Linked DNA regions of Mus musculus: all the other regions are linked to region 2. A link is a contact called in public HiChIP or PLAC-seq and Micro-C data. All regions are on one chromosome and are shown on one strand. Each heading gives the region's core, a stretch centred on a gene start, on an enhancer-like site or on the middle of the called end of the contact. The rest is flanking DNA. Distances are from core to core; before and after follow the strand shown.

Region 1 (4,137 bases), core at 117-2,616, 300 kb after region 2:
GTAAGCACTGGCTCTCTAGAGCAGGCAAGCCTCATCACAGACATCCACCTGCCTCTGCTTCCTGAGCGCTGAGAGTACAGGTGTAGGCCACTGAGTCTGATGGTTTTTTTACATTTTGAAATAATTTTAAGTGAAGAAAAAAAAAGTGACGATGCATGACATTTGTACAAAATTCAGATTTGAACACGCGTAAATAAAGTTTTATTGGAACACAGCCATGCTCCGTTTGTGGCTCCTCTGTGCTTCCTTCTCACTACGTTAAGTAGTTGCAACAGAGACCATATGGCCTGCGAAGTCTGAAATATTTACGATCAGTCTCTTGGGAAACAGTGTGTGGCGGGCTCTAGGAACTTACATTCTTAGAGGAGACAGAGAGTCAAACAAGCAGGTCAGGCCTGTCCAAGTGGAATATTTCCTTTCAGGCTGCTTCTCTGGAGCCCCAACCCTGAGGAAGGGAAATGTTCCACCCACCAGGTGCCACCCAATAGCAGCTCAGCATCCCATCATTGTGACCAGCCAATAGGATCTGAGCTAATAGGATCCACCCAGATCCCCTTCCCTTATCCCAGAATGTGGACTCAGGAGCCGCTTTGTGGGGACGACAGAACTCATCACCCTTTTGTGGGTTTGTTGTTGATGTTTTTGAGACAGTATCTTACTCTCTAACCCAGGCTAGTCTAGAACTTACTATGTAGACCAGAGTGGCTTCAAACCAGCCAGAGTCCTGTTGCCTCGATGTCTCAAGTGATGGAATTATAGGGACAAGCCATCACATCTAGTCTGTAGAGAGTGATAGGGTTGCCAATGAAAGAACTCAGTGGGGAAACCCCCACTCAACTCCCGATTCGGCGTGCACCCAAGAATCACGAATAGAACACAACACCTTGATGTAACAACAAGAGGTATTTTAATGGCGGAGCTCCGGATCGAAACGTATCTCACACAGGAGACAGTGGATTCGACCACGAGGCTTGGAAGCTAGGGGTTTTTATAGAAAAGGAGTGGGGCTGGGGGAGGAATTGGCGCAGTTTCACATGATTGGTCCATTTAAACATCAGCAGCCTGTAACATTTAACTTAGGTCAGAGGGGTGGGAGATACGGAGGCGATGGGCCTGCCCGGGCATGTCCTGGTCTGTTCTGCTATGTTCTCAGCCCCAGGTTTCAAAGCTCACAAACAACTCTTTGGGCTATTTGACATACATTACATGAATTACAGTTTTATTTCCTTTCACCTCTATCCCTTTGTGGCACTGTGGCGGCCCGCCATGTGTGCAGCGGATCTCTGGGCACTGTCTTCATTCCCCTGCCTGGAAGGGGCAGGTGTGGCTTATGGATTTGTTTCTGAAGAAACTAAGACCTACATCAGCCGCTGACTTGCTACCAGCCCTTGTGGTGTCAGAACTGGAAAGTTAGCTTTGGGAGGTACCTCTGGGCTCACCTTAGTCAGAGCTTGGAAACTGGTGGCCTAGGGCAGAATCTACTGAGGGTGGTGGCCTGTTAGCTCTGTTCAAGCACTGAGCCATGCATTCTCTGTAAGACTTTTAAGACATTGTAATGACAATGGGTACGCCTTTTATTGTCTCCACATTCCCGCAATTCTAAATGAGGTTAGTGATAAAACTGTCCTTTCTTGAAGGGCGTGGTGGCGCACGCCTTTAATCCCACCACTTGGGAGGCAGAGGCAGGCGGATTTCTGAGTTCGAGGCCAGCCTGGTCTACAGAGTGAGTTCCAGGACAGCCAGGGCTATGCAGAGAAACACTGTCTCAAAAAACAAAAAAAACAAAACAAAACAAAAAACAACAACAAAAAAACCAAAACAAAAAAACAAACTGTCCTTTCTCTGAGCAGGGCAGAGTGCCTCCTGCCTTTAATTCTAGCACTTTGGGAGGCAAAGGCAGCCGAATCCCTGTTTGTTTAAGGCCAGCCCGGTCTACACAATGAGTTCCAGGATAGCCAGGGCTACATACAGAAATCCTGTCTCAAAAAACCAAAACAACATTCTTCATGGGTGACCTCTGTGGTGGCCTTGTGTGTTCTGCATGAACACAACCCTGGTTTCAACCCCCAGCACTAAAACCATTGTCATTTCTAAGATCGTTCTCCCCTGCCGCTGCCCCTGCCCCGCCCCCCTGCCCTCTTACTGGGGCAGGGATGCACAAGTGCATGTCACAGTGGTCAGAGGACGTGTTGTGGGAGTTGGCTATCCCCTTTTACCTGTGGGTTCCAGGGATCAAACTCAGGCTGTCAGGCTTGGTGGCAAGCGCCTTTAACCACTGAGCCATTTCACTGGCCCCCAAAGAGATCTTTCTGTTGGGCGAAACAATTTGTGTTATCATGGTGAAATTTAAAAAAGAGAACATAGAGCTGAGCAGAGAGCCCCGGGCCTGGATGCTCAGGAGGCAGCACTCTTTGGGCGTTTGTTTGTTTGTTTTATAAAAGAACTGGCTATGGTGGTGCAGACTGTTAAAGCAGCGCTCTGGAGGCAGAGGCAGGCAGAGCTCTGTGAGTGCGAATGAAAACGGCTGGCCTATTGAGTTTCAGTGCAGAAAGACAGCCAGGGCTGCATAGAGAGAGTCTGCCTCAAAAAGCTATAGAGAGACAGACACACAGACAGATAGGTAGTATTATTTAAAACATCAGGCCTTTTATAGGCATGCAGAGCTATGTCCAGTTTATTTAGTGCAAGGGATCAAACCCGTGGCCTCTGGGATTTTACCAGTTTGAGACTCTTCCCCTGTCCTAACATACTGTCTTGATTATTGAGATTTTGGTATGTCCTTAGGTTTTGTTCCCCAAACCCAACTTCATGCCAGTCTTGGCATTTCTCCTACAATTTCTCCACTGCAAAATCCTAGAACGTTTGCCATAATGACCACTATATTACTGATTTTTTTTTAATTTTTAATTTTTTTGGTTTTTCGAGACAGGGTTTCTCTGTATAGTCCTGGCTGTCCTGGAACTCACTCTGTAGACCAGGCTGGCCTCAAACTCAGAAATCCACCTGCCTCTCAAGTGCTGGAATTAAAGGCGTGCGCCACCACGCCCGGCTTACATTACTGATTTTTAAAAAGTGAGGTGGGGACAAGGGGAGGGCAGAAGAGATGGCTCAGCGGTCAAGAGCACTGACTGCTTTTCTAGAGGTCCCGAGTTCAATTCACAGCAACCATTTGATGGCTCACAACCATCTGTAATGGGATCTGATGCCCTCTTGTGTATCTGAACATAGCTCATATAAATAAATAAATCTTTTTCTTTCTTTTTTTTTTTTTTTTGGTTTTCCGAGACAGGGTTCGTCTGTATAACCCTGGCTGTCCTGGAACTCACTTTGTAGACCAGGCTGGCCTCGAACTCAGAAATTCACCTGCCTCTGCCTCCTGAGTGCTGGAATTAAAGGTGTGCGCCACCACGCCCTGCAAGAGTTACTTTTTTTGTGCATTGGTGTCCTGCCTCTCTGGAACTTGAGTTACAGACACTTATAAGTTGCCATGTGGGTGCTGGGAATTGAACTCTGATCCTCTGGTAGAGCGAGTCATCTCTCCAGCCCCCAAATTTGTATTCTTTTAATTATGTATGTGTGTGTGAGAGTATGGGTTTGTTCACTGATGCAGTAGCTACAGAGGCCAGAAGAGGGCATCAGATCCCCTACAGCTGAAGTTAAAGACACTTGTGAGCTGGCTTACAGGGCTGCTGGGGCCCAGATCTGGTCCTGTTGAAGCTGCTCTTACCCACTGAGCCATTTCTCCAGCCTCCGGCCTGAACTTTAAAGCTAACACAGGAAGTTCACCTACTTTAGATCCCAGAGCTATTTTTGGAGGAGAAGGCTAGAGAATGAACTTGGTCCCTGTCTTAGCTTGTTAGTTAGTTCCCCCCTCCCCCCGCCTCTTCCCCCCCCCATTCCCTTTCGCTCCAACCCTGCCCGTGCTCACTCCGCCCCCTATGTTTCTCATTTAAGGATGGTTGTGAGCCACCATGTGGTTGCTGGGATTTGAACTCATGATCTCTGGAAGAACAGTCAGTGCTCTTAACCCCTGAGCCAGCTCACCAGCCCTCTTGTTAGTTTTTCTTTTTGTTGTTTTGAGAAAGGAGAGGGGAGTCTCACTCTGTAGACTTGGCTAGCCTGAAACTTGCTCTGTAG
Region 2 (3,812 bases), core at 727-3,226:
CCCGCTTCTTAAAGTGAGGTCCCCAGTGCCACTTGTGAAGCGTGTCTCTTAAGGCCACTGTGCCCAAACTTCCCTGACTTCGCGGCTTTCCCGCCTACAGCCCCCACTCTCCTCTGCTCTCCTGACCTGCCTCTGTGCTCACCTGGCCTGAGCCGAAGCGCTGCGGGGACTTCCTGGTGGCCTCTCACCTGAAGTCACCCTACCCAAAATTTCCAGGTCACCGACACCGACCCAAAGGCTCGTCTCACTTCCAGGTCACCCAGACAGCCCCAAGGGACAGACCTAGCTCAGAGTTTCAGAGTCCGGTTCTCTTAACTCATTTCTAATTCTACTCTCAACCCATGGCCAATAACTGAAGAAGACCGAGTGTCACAGGGCAACTTTATTGAGTGGTAGCATGGTCACACCCAGCAAACGTGTTCCCTCTCATTCACTCTCTCTCTCTCTCTCACACACACACACACAGAGTTTCCCTCTCTCTCACACACACAGCCCTTGCCACAGTCCAGTTCTCAGCCACAGGGTGGGGAGCCTCCTGGATTATTCGGATCCAGAAGCAACAGGTGCCCGAGGGAGGCTCAGGGGGAGGAAGTGGGGAGGGGGTGCAGAGAGCAGGGGTGGGATGGGTTGGGAACACCCACCAGACAGCTACACGAAGAGTGAGATTCCCTGCCCTGGTGGCTTCAGCTTGGCTGCGCCCCCTTCAAAGGAGCCTTCCAAGGTGTGGCTGAACATTCAGGGTTTGGGAAGGGCAGAGTCCCACTCCGTTTTAGTCCTCTCTGCAGGCTGGGGACTGGAGGGCAAGGCGAGCCGGGGTGGTTGTCGGCTGCTTCAGCTCTGGGGCTCCTCCGGAGCCTCACCACCCTCTTCCCCAGCACTGTCGGCTGTCCACAGCGTCAGGTTGTCTCTCAGGAGCTGCATGATGAGGGTGCTGTCCTTGTAGGAGTCCTCACTGAGGGTGTGCAGGTCGGCCATGGCCTCGTCGAAGGTGGTCTTGGCCAGCGAGATGGCCTCCTCGGGGCTGTTGGCTATCTCGTAGTGGAAGACTGAAAAGTTCAGGGCCAGGCCCAGGCGGATGGGGTTGGTAGGCGGCATCTCCTTCTTGCTGATGTCCATGGCCTCCTGGTAGGCTGACCGGGCAGAATCGATGATGCGCTTCTTGTCATCGCCAGTGGCCACCTCGGCTAGGTAGCGGTAGTAGTCACCCTTCATCTTCAGGTAGAAGACGCGGCTCTCTGCATCTCCAGCCCCTTTGATGAGGTGCGAGTCCAGCAGGCCGAGTACGGTGTCGCACACACCTCTGAGCTCGGTCTCTACCTTCTCCCGGTACTCTTTCACCTCGGGGCCCTTCTCTTCTGACCCCTCCTCGTTGCTCTTCTGCTCGATGCTGGACAGGACCCTCCAGGCCGCTCTCTGGCCGCCCACCACGTTCTTGTAAGCTACGGAAAGCAGGTTTCGCTCCTCGCAGGAGAGCTCCTCGCCCTTTTCCACGGCGCTCTTCATGAAAGCTGCCATGTCTTCATACCGTTCGGCCTGTTCAGCCAACTTGGCCTTCTGGATCAGACTGGCTCTCTCCATGACTGCGAGGATGGACAGACAGACGGGCGAACTGGCTGTCTCGAGAGTAACGCTGGGTTCTGCGGCTCCCTTGCTCTGGCTCTGCCTTTTGGCTGGGGTGGCATGGCCCTGAGAAGAGTTGGGCGTGGTCTGAGCGGGCCTGGGCCCTGCCTCCTCCTAGTCTTCGCCACACCCTTTCCGGCTCTACCTTTAAGGTAAAAGGGCTGGGACGGGAGGGGGCTGTGAGTCACCAGGACAGTCAGCAGGAGAAACCTGGCCGCAGGTCCCACCTGCAAAGGCACCTTTCGGCTCCAGACTGCCCCCTGCAGTTCAGGGCTGGCTGCATTGCAGGAGCGTCTTGGATTACCAAATCAGATTGTCTTTCAGGGTGATCTTCCAGGCTTCAGCCACCGAGCTGCTTTAGCCCAGGCAGAGCCCAGGGAGCTGGGACAGTTCAGGTGAGAACTCATGTATAGGTAGGGCTGTACAGTTTCCCCCAAACTTGCGCATCCATGATCTGATGCAACTACCCCCAACCCCCGAATTGGCTCTGTAGGACTGTAGAGGTAGAACTATCAAGTCTCAGGGGTGAACCAAACCAGTTTGAGGTCACAAGCTGCCAGCTCCCTTAAACCCCTCCCCCTCCGTGTCCCCTCTTCCTCTTGGCTCTCTTTGGGGGCCATTAGCTGAGCCGGCCTGAAGATAGCTCCATCCCTTGGTCCTTGTTCTCCCTCAAGATGCCCTATGAACACCCCAGATGCGCAGGTGGCATCTCAGGGTGCCACTTAATGAAGTGTTTAACGAGCGGCCTCTGACGCTCCAGCCCAGCCTTTGTAATTAGTCACCCAATATGTTTGTTGGACACCTTCCCCCTTACAGCACAATTTTCCCTTTCAAGTTGGTGGCCTGTTGACACTTGTCTGAGACTTTACTCTCTGGTTCTCCACATCGGGTCACCCGTCCCTTCCAAGCTGCCTGTCGTCATGTATCGGCAGGGTTCCCAGAGGGTGGGGGCCTAACTCTTTGACTGTCCCACTCCCCTGCCTGACTCAGATTACCTCTGTCAGAGGCTGGGAAGCAGGCCACCTGGGTGCTCAGTCCAGTTTGGTCCCCCAGGGGGGACGCTATCAACCTGGGGAGGAAGACAGGGCTGAGGGAAAGGAGCTGGGAATGGCACATTCCATTTTGTTTTATGGCGCAGTGTGTGATTCCAGCCCAGTATGATCCCTCACTTGGCTCCCAGAGGTTCTCAAGTCCCTTCAAGACTCTGCCTCTGACCCCTGAGAGAAGTCTCCTTGGAGATGGAGATCACTTTGTTCCCAATCTTCCATCCCTGATTGGTTGGGCCCTATTTTCAAGGCCCATGATAAGAATGGGCACTGAGGGTGTGTTCCTGCTTATGTGCCCCACCACATTCTTCAAGTTTAGATGGGACTCCGTGGTTCCTTCTAAAGAAGTTTCTTCCTAGGACCCAGCCAGTCTAACCCTTGAAGCAGGACTATTGCACAACCTTGCCTGTCTCCTCACAGTGTCTGAGCACTCGCCTTGCCTCCGGGAGAGGTGTTGTAGGCCAGAACCCTGAACAGGCTGGAATGTGCTTGGGCCACGGAGTAGGGGCTCTTGAGAGACTTCAGGGTCCTGGCTAATTTTACAGGTTCTCCCAGGAAGCAGATGGGATTTCTGTCCTGAGATCTTGCGTGCTTTGCCTAACTCATGGCACAGGCACAGAACTACAGTAAAACATCAAGTTAGGGAAGACCACGGTAGTGTACGGCTAGAGTCTGAGCATTTAAACTCACACAGGGGACATGCCAGTTGGTGACTGGCTTTGCCACAAGGGAAACATGTTACCCCCACCCTGGGGAAAAGCAGAGGCTGGGAGTGTGTCTTGGTTGGTAGAGTCCCTGCTAGTGTGTATGGAGTTTGCTCCCCAGTCCTGTATAGACAGGTGCACATCTGTAATCCTAACACTTAACAGGCAGAAGCAAGTATCTCTCTGAGTTCTAGCCCAGTCTGGTCTATATATGGACTGCCACCATGTTTGCTTTAGCAGCGGTGCCGGGGTTATACCCAGGGTTTCCAAGAACTCTACCGACTGAATATATCCTCAGCAACCCCCTCCCTGTTTTGGGGTTTGAGCTGGGTTCTATGGGATGAGGAAAGATCCTAAACTCTCCGCACCCCGTGGCCCAGCCGGGTGTCCACAGAAGAGTCGGGGTCCTCAGTCCAAACTCTTTCCTCTCCAGACTGACAAA
Region 3 (4,101 bases), core at 1,227-3,726, 480 kb after region 2:
TGATTCCAATCCCATCACTGGGGAGGTGGCTGCAGAAGGATTGCCACCAGGATTTCAAAGCCACCTTGAACTATGTTGATCGATCGACAGACAGACAGACAGACAGAATAAAACAGAAAGCGTGGTCTGGGACTAGGAGTTACCCAGTGGTTGGGTGCACACTTTTAGCAGGTCTGAGCTCCTGGGTCCCACCCTTAGAATCAGACTACAAAAGATCCAGTATGAGCAGTGATGCTCTGAAGTGCCAAGGAAGGAGGATCATGGGCCCATGTGTAGCTTGGCTTTCCTTTGAGAACTACTTGGGTTTTTATAAAGATTTATCTATTTATTTTATGTATGTGAGTACACTGTAACTGTACAGATGGTTGTGAGCCACCATGTGGTTACTGGGATTTGAACTCAGGACCTTTGGAAGAGCAGTCGGTGCTCTTAACTGCTGAGCTATTGCTCCAGCCCAAGAAAGAACTCTTAACTGCTGTGTGTGGTTGCCAGAGGCCAGCCACAGGAAGGGACATCAAGGACCAGCTTCTAGAATGGAGAATAGGGATGTCTTCTCTGCTATCCCTATGCAAGGACCCCTCAAAAACCCTTCCTCTCCTCTAAACTGCCCCACCATGCCAAGTCTTTGTCCTAAGGAGTTCAGTGGCTTCTCTGTTTCTCCCCCAGGTGGCTGCTCTACCCCAAGCCATTCTTTGAAGATACTCCCTATATCCTAGAGCCCGGAGAATACCCTACATTGGAGGCCTGGGGAACATCAGGCCCCAGTGTGGGTTCACTAAAGCCAATGAGATTGGTAAGGAGCATGGGACACCCACAGGCCCCTCTGTCCCTAGTCCCATGTTGGGTGGCCCTGCACCTGAGGGCAGAGATGGGGGAATACCATAGATCAGTTCCTTGGTGCCTCACTGGCCCAGAGCTCCTACTGGAAACTGGACTGGAGGAGAGAGGGGACTAACCTGAGGTGTGGCACAGGGTCAATGGGAGAGAAAAGGGGAAATATGGGGCTGCAATTCTTAGGAGTCTTAGGATCAAGGAAAATCTAGATTTCCCAGGTCTTAATTTGTCTTTAGCCACCTCTGGACTAGCCTTTCAGCCATGTCTCTTTTGCAGGGCTGCCCAAGCGTGGAGAAGCCAGGGGAACCCAAGGTAAGGGGGACAGACCAGATCTAAGGGTATTTGGTGTGTCTGAGTGGTTGTCACTGTGACCAGGACAGGAGATCCGGGCCTTGAGGGGCTGAGGGCACAGGAGTCTAGGTGGGCTCATCAGTTTATGGCTTTGGTGTGTGAATCTGGCTAGAGGTCGGAGCACACAGGCAGCAATGCTCACAGGGAGGATGGGGGCTCCAGGTTGGTGTTGTGTACAGCCATTCCTAGAAAGCCAGATTCACCTTTTATCACCGGGGCTCCCCTTTCATCCAGGCTGTGGTGTATGAGGCACCAGGTTTTCAGGGGCAGAGCTGGGAAGTAAGCAGAGACATCTACAACCTTCAGCAGCCTGAGGACAGCCAGAGTCCCCAGCTGACCTCCGTGGGGTCCCTGCGAATCCTTGGGGGCTGGTGAGGATTGAAGAGATTTCTTCTATCTGCCCTGTCCCTGCATGTTTTTACCCTTGGTGGGTGGAGAGTGACTGGGGCTGTCTGGTAGATTCACCGGTGTCTTGGCCTATCTTTCCCCTTCCCCTAGCTGGGTAGGCTATGAGAAGGAGGGCTTCCGGGGTCACCAGTACCTACTAGAAGAGGGCGAATATGCTGACTGGTCAAACTGGGGAGGCTACGATGAGCTGCTGACCTCCCTGCGGGTCATCCGGACGGTGAGCAGAGGCAATTGGGCTGCTTGGCCACACCCCAACGTCCACAGCACAATTTGAGAGAAGAATTTGCACCCCTCAGTCTGTTCTCCCCGGCAGAATGCCCCCCAAGAGCTAGCCTCCCTCCTGTGGCTTTTCCCCAGCATATGCCTCACACCTAATCCCGGGGTGGGTGGTTTCCCTGAGATCTGGGCACTCCTACGGGTTTGCATCGTTGTCTGGGAGAAACCTGACTGTCTCGGGGGGCCCCAGGACTTTGGAGACCCGGCCGTGGTGCTGTTTGAGGACATGGACTTCCAGGGACACAGAGTGGAGGTGAGTTCTGCACTGCCGGATGTGGAGCTAGCCCAGCACGGACCCAGCACGCAAGCCATCCACGTGCTCAGCGGCGTGTGAGTAATCCCCGCCCCAGGCGCAGGGCGGGCCCAGGAGCATTGCGGACCCCGCCCTCGCCGACCCATCCCACGCCCTCCCCGCAGGTGGGTGGCCTATGAGCGGGTTGGCTTCTCCGGCGAACAGTTCATCCTGGAGAAGGGCGTGTACCGTAACTGCGACGACTGGGGCTCCGGCAATTGCGCCCTTGGCTCCCTTCAGCCAGTTGTGCAGGTGTGTATCTGAGCGATGGGCGTGACCGGGGGCGGGCCGTTGGGCGGGGCCAGGTGGCTCGCCCTGGCTGCTTAGTTAAGGCAGGAAGAGGAAGGTCTTGGCCAGGAGGGACGGAGGCAGGAGGGTGGGCAGGATATTGAGGGCGGGAACTGGGGCTCAGTGCCCCGTAAGGGGGCGGGGCTATGAGCAGTAACATCTTAGGGGCGGGGTCTCAATAGGGGCGGAGCCTGTCGATGCTGGACTGAGGGATAGCCACAATGGTTTTGAATCTCAGTGGCTGCGGGTAGAGGCTGGCCTCCTCCTTCAGTCACAGCGCTGATCTCTTCCTTCAGGTGGGGGAGAGCGATCTTCACTTTGTCACGAAGGTAAGGAGGCGGCTGCACGGAGATCTGGTAGGCTCTTCACAGCCTTCGTGTCAAAACTTCCCTTGGCCTTTACCCTTGCCCCTCGCCTCTTTTTTCACTCTAACCTCGTCACCTCTCTGTCTTCCAGATTCAGCTTTTCTCAGGCCCCAACTTTCTGGGCGACCACATTTCCTTTGAGGATGACCAAGCCTCTCTGCCTGCTTCCTTCCATCCCCAGTCATGCCGGGTCCACGGTGGCAGGTGAGCAGGTGGATTGGGTAGAGCCCAGAGTGCTGGGAGAGGCAAGGGGAGAAAGGAGTCAGGTCAGGCAGCTCACAGCCATCCTAATTCTAGTTCCAGCTACTCCCTAGAAGTCTAGCTACTCCCTAGAAGTCTAGCTACTCCCTAGAAGTCTACAGGAGCAGTTTACCTTCTTACCACTGCATTGGCCATACGTCCATACAGGCTAGACACTCATACAAATAAAATAAGTTGTTTTGTTTAAATCTAAAGAGTAGCCAGGCAGTGGTGGCACACATTTAATCCCAGCACTCGGGAGGCAGTGGCAGGTGGTTCTCTGTGAGTCTAAGGCTAGCCTAGTCTACAAAATGAGTTCCCAGACAGCCAGGGCCACACAGAAAGAAACCCTGTTTCGAACTTTTAGAGCAGGTGCCTGTGTTACAGGAAAGCTTTGGGGATGTTTGGAGGGGGGGAGGGGGAGCCATAGAAAGGCTCTCCACACCCACATAGGCACAGGTCAGTGGCATAGTTACATACATAGACCCTGTCCATGTCCAGCGGATTAGCTGCTGCTCTCGGGACCCAGTGAAGGTCACAAATGGCCTTGCTTGACTTGACCCCGTTCTGTCCACGAATCTTCCTCCCCTCCTTGTTTGCTACTATATGTTTGTTTGAAGGAACGTAACCATCTTACTCATATGCTTCCCATCTTCTCTCTCTCTCTTTCTCTCTCTATCTCTCTCTTTTTCCACAACTGGCAGCTAAATTGAGGGATAAGTTGTCTGATTTTTGTTGGCAAGTCTGTGTAATGATGACATAAACTTGCTATTGCATAGGTGTGAGACCCATGAGTCTTGCCTTTCCTTTTACCAGAGGGTAATTACCAAATTTATTCCTTCTTCTTTAATTAAAACATTTATTTATATGCATATGTGTCCATGGGTATCTGTGGAGATATAAGGACATCAGATCTCCTGGAATAGGGTTTACAGGTGGTTGGTTGTAAGCTGCCTGAGACGGGTCCTGGGAACTGAACATGGGCCCTCGGTAAGGGCAGTATGCACTTTGAACTGCTGAGCCTGTACCAGGAAAGCAAAATTTTTT

The links. A called contact is a pair of places that touch in the nucleus more often than the background predicts. HiChIP or PLAC-seq counts read pairs in DNA pulled down with a chosen protein or histone mark.
Region 1: a contact with region 2 is called in an H3K27ac HiChIP or PLAC-seq map of embryonic stem cells, with 2.5 times the contacts expected there. The contact joins the enhancer-like site here to the promoter of Sfn in region 2. A contact is called at or near these places in 1 of 39 promoter capture datasets (the C10 cell line), 2 of 15 datasets of contacts at CTCF or cohesin (embryonic stem cells and large pre-B cells), 12 of 484 Hi-C or Micro-C datasets (CD4 T cells, CD8 T cells, bone marrow and 9 more), 21 of 115 datasets of contacts at active chromatin or transcription factors (acute myeloid leukemia, astrocytes, bone marrow-derived macrophages and 10 more) and 3 of 9 other capture datasets (adipose tissue, liver and pancreatic islet).
Region 3: a contact with region 2 is called in a Micro-C map of the G1E-ER4 cell line, with 2.6 times the contacts expected there. The contact joins the enhancer-like site here to the promoter of Sfn in region 2. A contact is called at or near these places in 3 of 39 promoter capture datasets (cranial neural crest, frontonasal cranial neural crest and maxillary cranial neural crest), 3 of 484 Hi-C or Micro-C datasets (the G1E-ER4 cell line, embryonic stem cells and palatal mesenchyme) and 6 of 115 datasets of contacts at active chromatin or transcription factors (bone marrow-derived dendritic cells, bone marrow-derived macrophages, embryonic forebrain and 3 more).

The regions. Positions count from the first base shown.
Region 1 is chr4:133,899,070-133,903,206 of GRCm38.p6, forward strand. No RefSeq gene overlaps it. Among named protein-coding and RNA genes, the nearest start is that of Rps6ka1, 13 kb to the left of the region's middle. Within about 2 kb of position 1,367, at least 37 of the 459 cell types and tissues checked have an H3K27ac peak or open chromatin away from gene starts, as enhancers often do. A contact at or near this core is called in acute myeloid leukemia, embryonic stem cells and hematopoietic stem and progenitor cells, where this site is marked.
Region 2 is chr4:133,600,192-133,604,003 of GRCm38.p6, forward strand. It overlaps Sfn (stratifin), which reads right to left and starts at 1,977. Exons shown (of 1, transcript NM_018754.2): 1 at 365-1,977. The coding sequence starts at 1,578. The coding sequence ends at 832.
Region 3 is chr4:134,079,670-134,083,770 of GRCm38.p6, forward strand. Crybg2 (crystallin beta-gamma domain containing 2) reads left to right here. Exons shown (of 20, transcript NM_001162970.1): 7 at 667-793; 8 at 1,111-1,146; 9 at 1,420-1,556; 10 at 1,684-1,810; 11 at 2,060-2,199; 12 at 2,287-2,413; 13 at 2,746-2,778; 14 at 2,906-3,018. Among named protein-coding and RNA genes, the nearest start is that of Crybg2, 13 kb to the left of the region's middle. Within about 2 kb of position 2,477, at least 220 of the 459 cell types and tissues checked have an H3K27ac peak or open chromatin away from gene starts, as enhancers often do. A contact at or near this core is called in the G1E-ER4 cell line, bone marrow-derived macrophages, embryonic stem cells and 1 more, where this site is marked.